3 separate regions of the Mus musculus genome follow, and regions 2 and 3 are each linked to region 1. A link is a contact called in public promoter capture Hi-C data. All regions are on one chromosome and are shown on one strand. Each heading gives the region's core, a stretch centred on a gene start, on an enhancer-like site or on the middle of the called end of the contact. The rest is flanking DNA. Distances are from core to core; before and after follow the strand shown. Region 1 holds the start of Sntb1 (syntrophin, basic 1). Region 2 overlaps Derl1 (Der1-like domain family, member 1). Region 3 has its middle 53 kb from the start of Gm35627.

The links. Promoter capture Hi-C pulls out the DNA fragments that hold promoters and counts their contacts.
Region 2: a contact with region 1 is called in a promoter capture Hi-C map of liver, with 2.3 times the contacts expected there. The contact joins the enhancer-like site here to the promoter of Sntb1 in region 1. A contact is called at or near these places in 3 of 39 promoter capture datasets (hippocampal neurons and liver) and 2 of 115 datasets of contacts at active chromatin or transcription factors (astrocytes and extraembryonic endoderm stem cells).
Region 3: a promoter capture Hi-C map of liver shows a contact between it and region 1, with 2.7 times the contacts expected there. The contact joins the enhancer-like site here to the promoter of Sntb1 in region 1. A contact is called at or near these places in 9 of 39 promoter capture datasets (the 3T3-L1 cell line, 3T3-L1-derived adipocytes, cranial neural crest and 3 more).

Annotation. Positions count from the first base shown.
Region 1 is chr15:55,905,210-55,908,996 of GRCm38.p6, reverse strand. Sntb1 (syntrophin, basic 1) reads left to right here and starts at 2,048. Exons shown (of 7, transcript NM_016667.3): 1 at 2,048-2,973. The coding sequence starts at 2,406.
Region 2 is chr15:57,883,548-57,887,334 of GRCm38.p6, reverse strand. The region is part of intron 1 of Derl1 (Der1-like domain family, member 1); the gene reads left to right. Among named protein-coding and RNA genes, the nearest start is that of Derl1, 7.0 kb to the left of the region's middle. Within about 2 kb of position 1,599, at least 34 of the 459 cell types and tissues checked have an H3K27ac peak or open chromatin away from gene starts, as enhancers often do. A contact at or near this core is called in astrocytes and liver, where this site is marked.
Region 3 is chr15:57,463,158-57,466,944 of GRCm38.p6, reverse strand. It overlaps a transcript of Slc22a22 not described here. Among named protein-coding and RNA genes, the nearest start is that of Gm35627, 53 kb to the left of the region's middle. Within about 2 kb of position 1,599, at least 18 of the 459 cell types and tissues checked have an H3K27ac peak or open chromatin away from gene starts, as enhancers often do. A contact at or near this core is called in 3T3-L1-derived adipocytes and liver, where this site is marked.

The DNA.
Region 1 (3,787 bases), core at 799-3,298:
GGATGCTGGCTGGGGGTTTCTGGTCCAGGGACAGGTTAGCTTTGATTTTTTCATCTTCACATTGGCATCCTGGTAGCAATGCCAACGCTAGTGATTTATATTTCAAAAGCAAACACTTAGTGATGAAGGGCCTGAAACCTCAGCCTCTAAACCAAAGGCCAGCTCCCCCCTCCCGACTCTCTCTCTCTCTCTCTCTCTCTCTCTCTCTCCCTCTCTCTCTCCTGTGTGTGTGTGTATGTGTGTCTCTGTCTCTCTGTGTTTCTGTGTGTGACTGTGTCTCTGTCTGTTTCTGTGTGTGTTTCTGTGTCTCTGTGTGTGTTTGTGTGTGTATGTGTGTCTCTGTCTCTGTGTGTCTCTGTCTCTGTGTGTGTCTGTTTCTGTGTATGTCTCTCTCTCTCTCTGTTGCTCTCTGTCTCTCTCCATCTGTCTCTGTCTCTGTTTCTCTCTGTTTTTCTCTGTCTCTCTCTCTCTCTGTCTCTCTCTGTGTCTCTCTGTCTCTCTCTCTCTCTGTCTCTCTCTCTCTCTCTCTCAGGTTTCTTTCCAACAGTGGTGCCAGCTGTGTTAGTTCCCTGGCTAACCCAGTCCAACAGGAAGGACTGAAGAACTTCCTGGGCTCCTGTCCCTGTTGTGGGCAGGTTTACATGAAAAAAAAAATGAAGATTTTTTTTTTTTTGAAGTATAGAAAGTTAAAACTTACAGGAGCAGGACAGTGGCACACCCTGTGTGAGCTGTAGTGACTTCAGTTTCTCAAGAAAGTCTCAAGTATTTTCATTGAGTTCTGTAATCCCTGTCAGGGACTTCACGGGGATTCCTGAGAGTTTTTAAGTATCCTTGATTAAGTAAGTCTGGAAAGAACTAGAGCTGTTTGCTGCAAATACCCATCACAGTGGGGTGATGACATGCATGTTACAGAAGACCCTCTTCCTACTGGCATCTTATCAGGAGCTTCACCTTCCAGAATTAACAGATTCTGCTTTTTATTTTGTCATCTGGAGAAAGGAGAGGGCACAGCAGGAAGACCAGTAAGTCTTAACACAGTTTAAGTGAACTGTGTGGGACCTGCTTAGCAGAACTCTGGGATGTTCAGCCATGGCTTGGGTTACAGTTAAGGTGGCATTTCCTGATTGGCCTAGGAACGGAACCAAGAGTTACAATGCCATCACCTTGGGACAGAGCAGCTTAAGAGCCAAACAAGCAGTTTTCAGGGAACTTGGAGAACAAACCTATTCTTAGCTTTTAAAGAAGACATTTCCTATATGGAATCTAAGAACAAAGGAGGGAGCCCTGAGAAGCGTTTGGGCTGGCACGGGGATGGGGTTGGGGGAAGTATGGAGCAATGCAAAGAGCAGACACTGAGTTAGACACTGTGTCCTGAAGATGAGGCAGACAGTGCCCCGTTGAAATTCAGGGTAGGTACTGAAAGAAAGCCCTCTTGTCTTCAAACTCCCCCAAAAGATGCCTTGCATTGACTTAGAGGATAGGAGTACGTGGCTTGATGAGGCTTCATTCTATGTTCTTGTGACAGTTTTCCCCTGACTTCTGGCACAGCCTAGGATCTCTCTCTCTCTCTCTCTCTCTCTCTCTCTCTCTCTCTCTCTCTCTCCCTCTCCCTCTCCCTCTCCCTCTCCCTCTCCCTCCTCTCTCTCTCTCTCTCTCTCTCTCTCTCTCTCTCTCTCTCTCTCTCTGTAGTTTCCTTCCCAGAGTCCTGGGATGGGGGTGGAGGGAGACTGAGTTGAGGCAGCGAAGGTCTGGTTTGAGGAAGACTTGGATCTTCAAACACCTGCGGGAGGAGAGAGGGGAGTTGACTCAAGAGGATAGAGTGAGCGCACCTACTAAAGGTGAGTGTGGAAACCCGTCGAAAATAGAGGGTTGAGAAGAAAAGGGGGTGGCGGCGGGGTTGGGGTAGTGGTTTGTGACCCGGTAGGTTTGGGGGAGCTGCGGCAAGGTGCGGCTGAGAACTGAGGCACCCGGGTCTGAGCCAGCGCGACGTGGGAGTGTGACGCTGCAGTGGCGAACAGGTGAGCGGCTGGGGCTCCGGGTCCCCGCCCTTGCCTCCTCCTACCGATTCTCTACAGCACTTGGCCGCTCCGCAGCTCCTAGGCTCCTCTCGGTTTGGGGTTTTGCAACTGGCAGCTGGCTTTTTTCCCTCCTCCCCTGTCGAGGGCTCTCCGTCTTCTTTTAGGTTGCTCCACCCCGCCCAGGATCAGGCGAGGGGGAACAAGCTCCGCCGCTGCAACTGGCGCCCGGCGCAGCCGCGAACACGGGGAGTGGAGTCCGGGGTCTGAGCGCGCGCTGCCAGGCATCTGCTTCTTCCGTGCCTCGGTTACCCTGAGTCCTCCCATCCTCACCCCTTCTCTACTTTTCCCCCGTTTGCAATCACATGGCATTTTAAGAATGCTGGAAAGATGGCGGTAGCGGCAGCGGCTGTGGCTGCGCCGGCTGGCGGTGGAGGCGCCCGGGCGCAGCGGAGCGGACTGCTGGAAGTTTTGGTGCGGGATCGCTGGCATAAAGTTCTGGTGAACTTGAGCGAGGACGCCCTGGTGTTGAGCTGCGAGGAGGGCGCTGCGGCGTACAACGGCATAGGGGCTGCCACCAATGGTTCGTTCTGCAGGGGCTCCGGGACCGGGCACCCGGTCCCCGGTGTCGCTCAAGCCCCGGACTCTCCCGCCGGGGTCCGCACCGCCTTCACCGACCTCCCGGAGCAGGTACCTGAGTCCATCTCAAACCAGAAGAGGGGCGTGAAGGTGCTGAAGCAGGAGCTGGGCGGGCTGGGCATTAGCATCAAAGGGGGCAAGGAAAACAAGATGCCCATACTCATCAGCAAGATCTTCAAGGGGCTGGCAGCGGATCAGACCCAAGCCCTGTATGTGGGCGATGCCATCCTGTCGGTGAACGGAGCAGACCTGCGGGACGCCACCCACGACGAGGCAGTGCAGGCATTGAAGCGCGCAGGCAAGGAAGTGCTGCTGGAAGGTAAGGGGTTAACCCTGCGCCGGCCTTATCCCGCAGTTCCACTTACTCTTCTGCGCGTCAGCACACTCACACTCACCAGCCACTTGCCCCAAAGCCCTAGAACCCCACAGTGCCTGTGTTTTGCAAAAGCAGTGGCACGACTTTCTTTTTTGACAACTTTTACTACCTGGGGGCAAACTCATCTTCACTTTGGCCCTGACCCAGGGCGCTGTACTAAAACACTGGAGTGCCTGGGTTTTCCTGGCTTGGATGAAGTGCTTTAGTGCACTGGTGTCGGAAGTTTCATACTTATCGGTACACGTGGTTTCATATTTTTATCTGCGGACAATCCAAATGTAATTTGGAGTCTGGGAAATGGACCGGGAAATGGAGAGTGGACGGAATTTGCATCTGCCCACATTGTAAAGCAGGGCCACTGACTCTAGGCAGCTCTAGTACTTTTCTACTTTGGCAAAAATTTTCACAGCCTAGGCAATCCAGCTGTGAAGACCTGAGAGGTAATAAATAAATAAATAAATAAATAAACAAATAAATAAATAAATAAAAATAAAAGCCAGAGAGAGGTGGCAGTATTTGAATGCTAAAACTCAGCCACCCGTTCCTGCTTCCCTTCCCTCCAGCACCAGAGAGAGTCCATGAGGCTGTGCAGCTTTGAGTAGTGCCAAAGGCTGGGAAAGATGTTGCCAATGTAGGCACAAGTTCACTTCCACTGCAGGGTGTTCAGCCGGTCAGTCCGGATTCCAGGTTCCCCTGGGTGGAGAGCTGGTGAAGTGTTTTCTTTTTTCTGCTGGTGTCTCCTGGAGAAGTGTGAAAT
Region 2 (3,787 bases), core at 350-2,849, 2.0 Mb before region 1:
AGGCTCACTGCTTAGGTTAGGTTGTGTGGCCTCTTTCTATCCCCCCTGCTCCTTTGGCTCTCCAGAGTTAAATGTACATTTCTACTCACGGCCCTGCAAATAAAGCCTGTTTCCTTATCCTAGTTACATGTCAGATAGAGGAAAGAAGGGGCTGTTGGGGATTTCAGAAATAAACACTGCATCCTTCTGAAAAAACTCAGTGCCTAGTGATTTCAAATTATAATTTTAAATAAAAAATAATAAGTCTTAGATGAATGAAAGCAAGTATAACTCAAGGGTAAGCTTAATGAACAGGGAAGAGAAGTGAGGTATTTTGACAGCCACTGATTTCTAAAGAACAGGTGCACACAGTGGCTAAAAATAGTATTGTGTCATCAGCATTAGAGAAAATGTAGTCAGGGGAAAAGCCTCAGGGTTTTTTCTTTTTCTAAAATCAAGAATTGAGTAACTTAAAGGAACACTGGAGTAGGTGAGATGTGAATGTTAAAAACCAGGTCAGTGGGTGTTTTCTGAAAGGTTGTAATAGTAGCACACCTCCATATATGCTTCAAAACACTTTAACAGAGCACATTTCAATTCACTTTCTTGAGCCCAATCATTTAAGCAATATGACAGGATGAGGGTAGGTATCCCAGGACACATGTCACTGCGTAAGCAGAAAAAAGCCACCTCGTAAGTCTAGACTTACAAGATTCCAAGGTTAGAGACTTGCTTCTGCCCTGTATTGCGCTGCTTTTGCAAACAGGGAGTCAGAATTGTGGGTTTATTCTCAGCTCATTCCTAGGTCATAACAAGGATAGCAGTATCGGAAATTTTACTAAATGTAGTTGTAATGTGGCTCTCTGTTGAGTGACATTGTAGAGAGGGTTTAAGTCTTACAGTTCTAGAGTCATGCTAAAACAGAATTCTCTCTTCACCAGTTCCTAGCTGTTATGTTACCTTTATCAATACTGTAAAACCCACCATCTGAATCATTTTTTTGTGTGTGTAAATAAATTGAGTAGCATACTAATTCATTAATTTTTTTTTTAAAGCCATTGTTCAAGGTCTGGGGATGTACGCAGCTCAGTTGTTAGGGCATTTGCTCAGCATATCAAGGTCTTGGGTTCCATCCTCAGAACTCATTAAACAAATAAACACATTAGTCAGTGGGGGCTGGGCGTGATTCTTCCCTTGTGCCTTGAAGTTGGGGCTGAGAAATGGTAACTTTACAGAAACTTCCCTCCAGGGCTTCTCTTGTCATCTGCAGTGCCCTTTTCTTGAGGCAGTGCTGTTCCTGTGGTCCAGTTGCGAATGGAGCTGATTTAACCTGGTGTTTTACTGCTTCATTGCAGGGGTCTTGGAAGGTCACATTTAGTCTACACAGGGCTAAGCTCTGAGGCTTTCATTTCTGTCCACGGAGAGTGGGCTTGGCAGCTCTGTATCTGCCGTCTTCCATTCTAGCAGCCCCGCATCGTTAGCAGCCCTCTTCTGTTTGTTGTGCTCTTGCAGTTCTTGGGGGCTTTGTGCCAAGAGTGTATTTTCCCTTCCTTGTGCCAACTCTTGCTCATTTTGACAGTCTTCCCCTGATTGATCCAGCCGTGCTTTTCGTGCTTGGCACATGATAGTATGCCACAAGACACATAGCTTTTAAGTCAAAGGTCAGCATTATTCTGTTTTCCACTGTCTAGGGGCCATCACTTTATTGTTTAATAATGTTTTGAGATAGAAGCCAGTGAGTGGTAAGGGTGAAAGGGGAGAAAGCAGAGACTTTTTTGTTTGATTGTTTTTTTGTTTTTTGATAGACTTGTGTGTTTGGCGAGGTCAAGAGGTTCAATTTTCAAATGTTACTTGCTTTGGTGGTTGATTATGACAGGAAAAAGAGAAAACTGCAGAAAGCCATGAAAGATAGGCAAGAGTATGCTAGTGTCACAGGGATAAGAAAAGAGAGATGTTGGATCTGATTTTCTTTAGAATAGTATCAAGACTAGCCAGGAAAAGGATTTGGAAAGAAAGGAGAGGACGATCATTACATTTTCTTAGATACGAAAATATATTTATTAAACCAGGAATTAAAATAACTTAGTATAGGCATTCATTGTAAATTATCTAATCTAAAAGTAGGCTTTAAAACTGAACATGTTTCTATCCATGAAAAAAAATCTTAGCGACTTTGCAAGCATGATAGTGATGGGTGCATTTCCTATGTTAAACTTTTGTGTTGAATACACAGCAAAAGTTCTATAAAATCAGTGTATTTTGGAATAAATATACTATAAAGTAGATATTGCTGTATAAAATACAGCAAAAGTACTCTAAAAGCATGAGTCTAATGACAGAACAGAAAGTAACAAGAAAATTTCCATAATACACACAGAGATGCAGATCTATCAGGGTAGTGGATGTGCCTTTAAAATGTGTCTTTAAAATGAAGAAAGATGCTCAGCTTTCTCAAAGCAAACAAAGATTAGTTTTCAGGTTAGTGGCTGTAAATATCCTTTGTGGAGAATATGTGTAGAAAGATAGCAATCGTCTACATTTTAGGAGGAAGTATAAATTAATTAAACATTTCTGTAGACATTTGGCAATATCTACCAAAATAAGTGCATATGTCTGTTGATCTAACAGATTGATTCCCAGGCATTTATTCCATGTGTGTGTGTCTGTGTGCATGTGTGTGTGTGTGTACAGAATATACAAGAATATTCATCATGGCATCATAACAATTTAAATGAAGTTTGTCTACCCACATATCCACATAAAGAAAGTCTGTGAAGCAAATAGAAGTATTTTGTCAAGGGAATGAAGACATAAAACTGCGATTTAAAGCATGGTGAGGAGGGAGGAAATGGCAGAGCGTTCACAGAAACGGGCTGTGCGTGCTCGCACGCCTTTGAATTCTAGCACTGAGGAGGCTGAGGCCAGCAGGCCGACTGAATGTTCCAGGAAAGCCTGGCCTTTGACGCTCTAAAAACTAAGGCAAGGCGTGGTGTCGTGTACCTTAAATTCCAGCATTTGGGAAACAGAGCCAGGGAGATTTCTGAGTTCAGGGCCAGCCTGGTCTACATACTTCAGGACAGCCAGGCCTATGTAGAGTGATCTTTCTTGAAAAAACAAAAACACCCAAAAGCTTGGCCATTTGGAGCAGGCAACTCTTGTAATCCCAGCAAGTCTTGATCCTGAGGCAGGAGGATTGAAAATGTAAGAACAATCTGTGCTGCATAAGTTTAAGGCCTCCTGTGCAATGCAGTGAGTCCCTCCTCTCTCAAAATGTGAAAAGAGAGTTTGGACCAATCTCAGTGGTAGAGTGCCTAGTCCACCTGGGTTCAGTTCACAGGGTTGCCCCCAAAGGAAAGCAGTTAGTTGTTGTTGAAAATAACATTTGGAGATTGGAGTTAGGACTTCCCCTCTTCATGTTTGTGTGTGTGTGTTGCGTTGTTTCCTTTTGAGCCCATATGCCTAGTTAGCACTTTGTTTTGATTCCTGTTAGCCTCTAGCATTTGAGAATGCTACTTTTAATGAGGATTATCTTTTAGCCCCGTCTTAGGCAAGGCCATATATTTGCATAGTATTGTTTTTGCTAACTTGTTTAAAAATATTAACAGATGATTTTGATGCCCCATTATCTCATTGGCCTGTGAACTAATGATGTGTAGGCAGCGGGAACTACGCTGTCTCCTCATACTGTGATGTCACTTTAGCTCGCCTTGAAAGAATGCTTTGCATAGTGTGATTTTGTTTGGTTTAAATAAGAAAAGTGTTCATCCCAGGTCAGAGGAACTGACAGCTGTTTGTTTTGATCTCTTCA
Region 3 (3,787 bases), core at 350-2,849, 1.6 Mb before region 1:
GCATGATCTGAGTTAATCAGTACAGCATCGAGGTGGTGGTGTGACTGCCTTACTGCGCTCAACTCCACGTTGCAGTGACTAGGACACGTCAGAGCCTCCTGTCATCTGTTAGACCTTTTAGTGAGTACAGGCAATTATCTTGCTCACCTTGATGTTTTCCACAGCAACATATCAAATCTATAGACAAAAGTATCCTGTTTTGTTTATATTTGCTTAGATTCTTCTGGGTATGTGAATCTTCTGTAATTGCATTGTCCATTTGAATATGAGAAAGGGGAAATTACAATTTGTAAGAAAGGAAATATGGAGGTAGGTGAAAGTGGAGAGTTGGAGAGTAACCTTGACTCTTCCCATTCTCAGAGGTCAGAGAAGAGATGTTGTCCAAGTGTAGACTGTAAGCATGGGTTCATGTCTTAAGGAAGCCTTATCTTTGAAGGGACGATGGGTTCTATATTCCCCCCCACCCCCGAGAAACCTCATAGCAAAATCCAGTGAAAAGCTGCTATTTCCATAGCTCTTGTGCCTTGATGATGATGAGCCTGGTGATGTGTTAACCAGGCCCCTGCTTAAAGGCTGGGTGAACCCTATTGCCTCATCTCTGTGGGCTTTTTTTTTGTGTGCAATTTGGGTATTTCTTTTTCTCTACAGCTATGAGAATGACTTGTGTGCTAGTCCTATTGGCTAGCCATTTAAGCACTTTGTCTATGAAGAGGTTAGTGTGTGAGGGGGCAAAGCATTCTTACTTAATGTTCCTGTCAAAGATCATGGATGAATGCCAAAGCCACAACTTTCCTTGTTAAATATTAATGCATTATTTCTCCCTGCAACTACTAAATATTTAGCTTAACCCATTACTTTTGTGTTAAGGCCTGTGATAGTCACTGCCTATCATGCTAAAAAAAATCCCTATAGTTTTTCAAAATAAAATAGCCATGGTTTAGTGGAAAGAACCAGAGACTTACATTTAATGGTATTACATTTTAAACTCGCTGTGTGTTGCTAAAATCAATCCCCCCCTTTTTTGGGTGCAGGGGTGGGGTGGGAGGAGATGCATACATATGAGTTTCTATATCCACTAAAAGAATGGAGTAGGGGTTTGGGGAGTCATTGCCTGAATCCTTGTGAGTATTGGAATCAGATGGTTTGGCTTCCAAAATTCCTTCCATTACACACTCACTGTGCAATTTGGAGACATTCACATGAACTTTTACATCTAAGCTTCCTCACAGTATAAAACAGAGAGTAAGGGTACTAAGTTCAAAGAATTAAAGGGGTGAAACAAGGCACAAAAATGCTCAGCAAAATATCTAGCATATGGTAAAAGCCCAGCAGGTGTATGGAATTATTATTCATGTTCATATAGGCCAGCTGTGCAGCTTCAGTGAGGTTCTTAAATCTTAGTTTCAGGACTGTTAGCTGTGAATCAGAGGAAAAAAAATGCAGTCTCAGTGAGTTGCAATTTTGTCTACTAGAAATTAGTCTGTGTTCAACTATTCATATCTCCGCCTTTAGAATTCAGGGTGATGTGTTCAGGGCTGATAATTGAGATCTGTTGAACCAATACAGAGTGATTTTTGTCCACATCTGCAATAGTTTAATAGACTTCAACCAGATCACCCTTTCTGCGTTTGTTGTTGTTTTTCTCTTCGTCCTTCATTTTGGACTCTGTATTCATTTGTCCGCTTGCCAAATCTTTTGATCACCAGTTTCATTTTCTGGCATTTCTCCGTCTTTGCTTTGTCACTCTTTTGTAACAGTGAGCAGAGCTATCCTGGAATACACATGGGTGTCAAATTTAGAATAAAACCAGTAGAGAACCAATGTATTTATATGTGGTTTTTATTTTCATCGATGTGACTAGGTCCTGTCCAGTCTGGGAACCAGAGAAAGAAAAGTATAATTGAATAAGCTCTCCACATATGAAGGAGCCCTTTGTAAATTGGAGTCAGTGACCTTACACTGGCCAGGCATCCTTCCTTACTGGCCAGTTTCTAGTTTGCTGAAGTAACTGCTCCTTGAAATGCTAATAAGCTTAATTGTGGCTGGAAGTCACAGAGGGCAAGTCTTTCCTGTGATAAGAAAATAAGAACTCTTTTCTGTGAGTCTACCGGATTACCACCTACTTGAGAGATAGGAGGTAAGAGGCAAAAAACCCAAACCAAAAAAAAAAACCAAACCAACCCAAAATGCAAGCCAATACCACTCTTCCTCTGAATGGTTGGTCACTGATCCCTGGAACTGTTGACAAATTACAACTAGAAAGAAATCATTTCTGACAATGAGAATTGGAAGAAGATTGGTTATTTCCTGGCACAAGGGAGGGAATGATTTGATTGATTTCCAGGGAGTCTCCTCTCAAAATTGTTTGGGAAGAAAGCAAAGCTCATAAAATAACTTTGAGAACGGTTTGGTGAAATCTATGACCTAACCAGAAGGGTTTTGGGGCTCTCGTTTTGAAATGCCAGTTTTAGGAACCTAGCTTTAGCGGTATCCTCATATGCATCTGTGCGTGTTGTGACTAACTCAAGTAGACTGAATTTCAATGTTCAACTGCTTGATGAGACAGAAGTCTCCAGCTGGAGTACCGGAAGTATTCATCACAGAAAGATGAATTTTGCTCTTTTGTGACAGCTTAGACACCACAGACTCTCTGCCCTGGATGGGAATCTGGGGATCGTGAGCCCCAGGCTGTCATGCTCGGCGTTGAAGCCATCATTTACAGACATCATCGCATCTGTTGCATTTGGTTCCTGGCCAGCTAAGGACAGTCTCCTCTGTGATGCAGGGAATGTAACACAGTGTTTTTGACGTCTGGAGGCTCACTAAAGTGGACTGAAAAAGTTAAAACGTAGCAAACCATACCGATGCCCGATCCTCAAGCATTTAAATCAGAATCCACGAGTTCTGCACTTCTGAAGGAGTTTAAAGTACTCCAGGAAATTCTGAGGTAGAACGAGAGCCCCGTTTTGTACTTGCAAAGGTATCCCTGCTATGTTTCCTATATGTTCCCGATTAGGTGTCTAGCCTTTCCAAGTTCCATTTCCTTTGGGCGTAACTGCACAGTGCTCACTGGACATGTGTTTTCGGATTGGTTGTTACAACTGCATCCAGAACTCTTTGCAGTCGGATAGGATTTATTATCCTCCCATCCCAAGTGCATCGCCTGAACATTGTTCCTGAGTATTTCTCCCATGGACAGCTGCTGTCATGTGAGTTTAAGGTGCATTATGGGATTTATATTTCCTTTGCTTTCAGATGTGACTCCAGTTTCCCATTAATACAACGTCTTGTATAAAGTACAAGATCAACATGCATTAATTAAACAGCTGAGTGGCTACAGCACAGTCTTTGAGGTGTGACTCAGACTTTGCTCCAAATGATATGGAAAATCTTCGTGGTTTAAGCTGTAGATGTTTTCACACTCAAAGATCTGAGGGGGACTGGTACTTAGGTAGAGCATGGCTGATTCAGCTGAATACCAGGCTTTTGCTCAGTCTGGGACCACTGCAGGTCTTCTCCATCTGAAGTCCAGAAGCATAGACATTTGAGGCATGCTCTTCATAGGATGGAATATACATCACCAGAGACTGTGACTCCTCTGACAGCTTTGACTTATAATGGGGTCATTGCTGCCCTGCCAGCATTATAGTGACGAAAGCAAGTCACAAAGCCAGACCTAGTATCAGTGGGACAGAAAGTACCTTACTTTACTTGGAAATCTAGAAGAAAAGAGGAGCGATGTTTACTTTTAATTACATGGAAGGAATTTGGAGCTGGGAGCAATGAC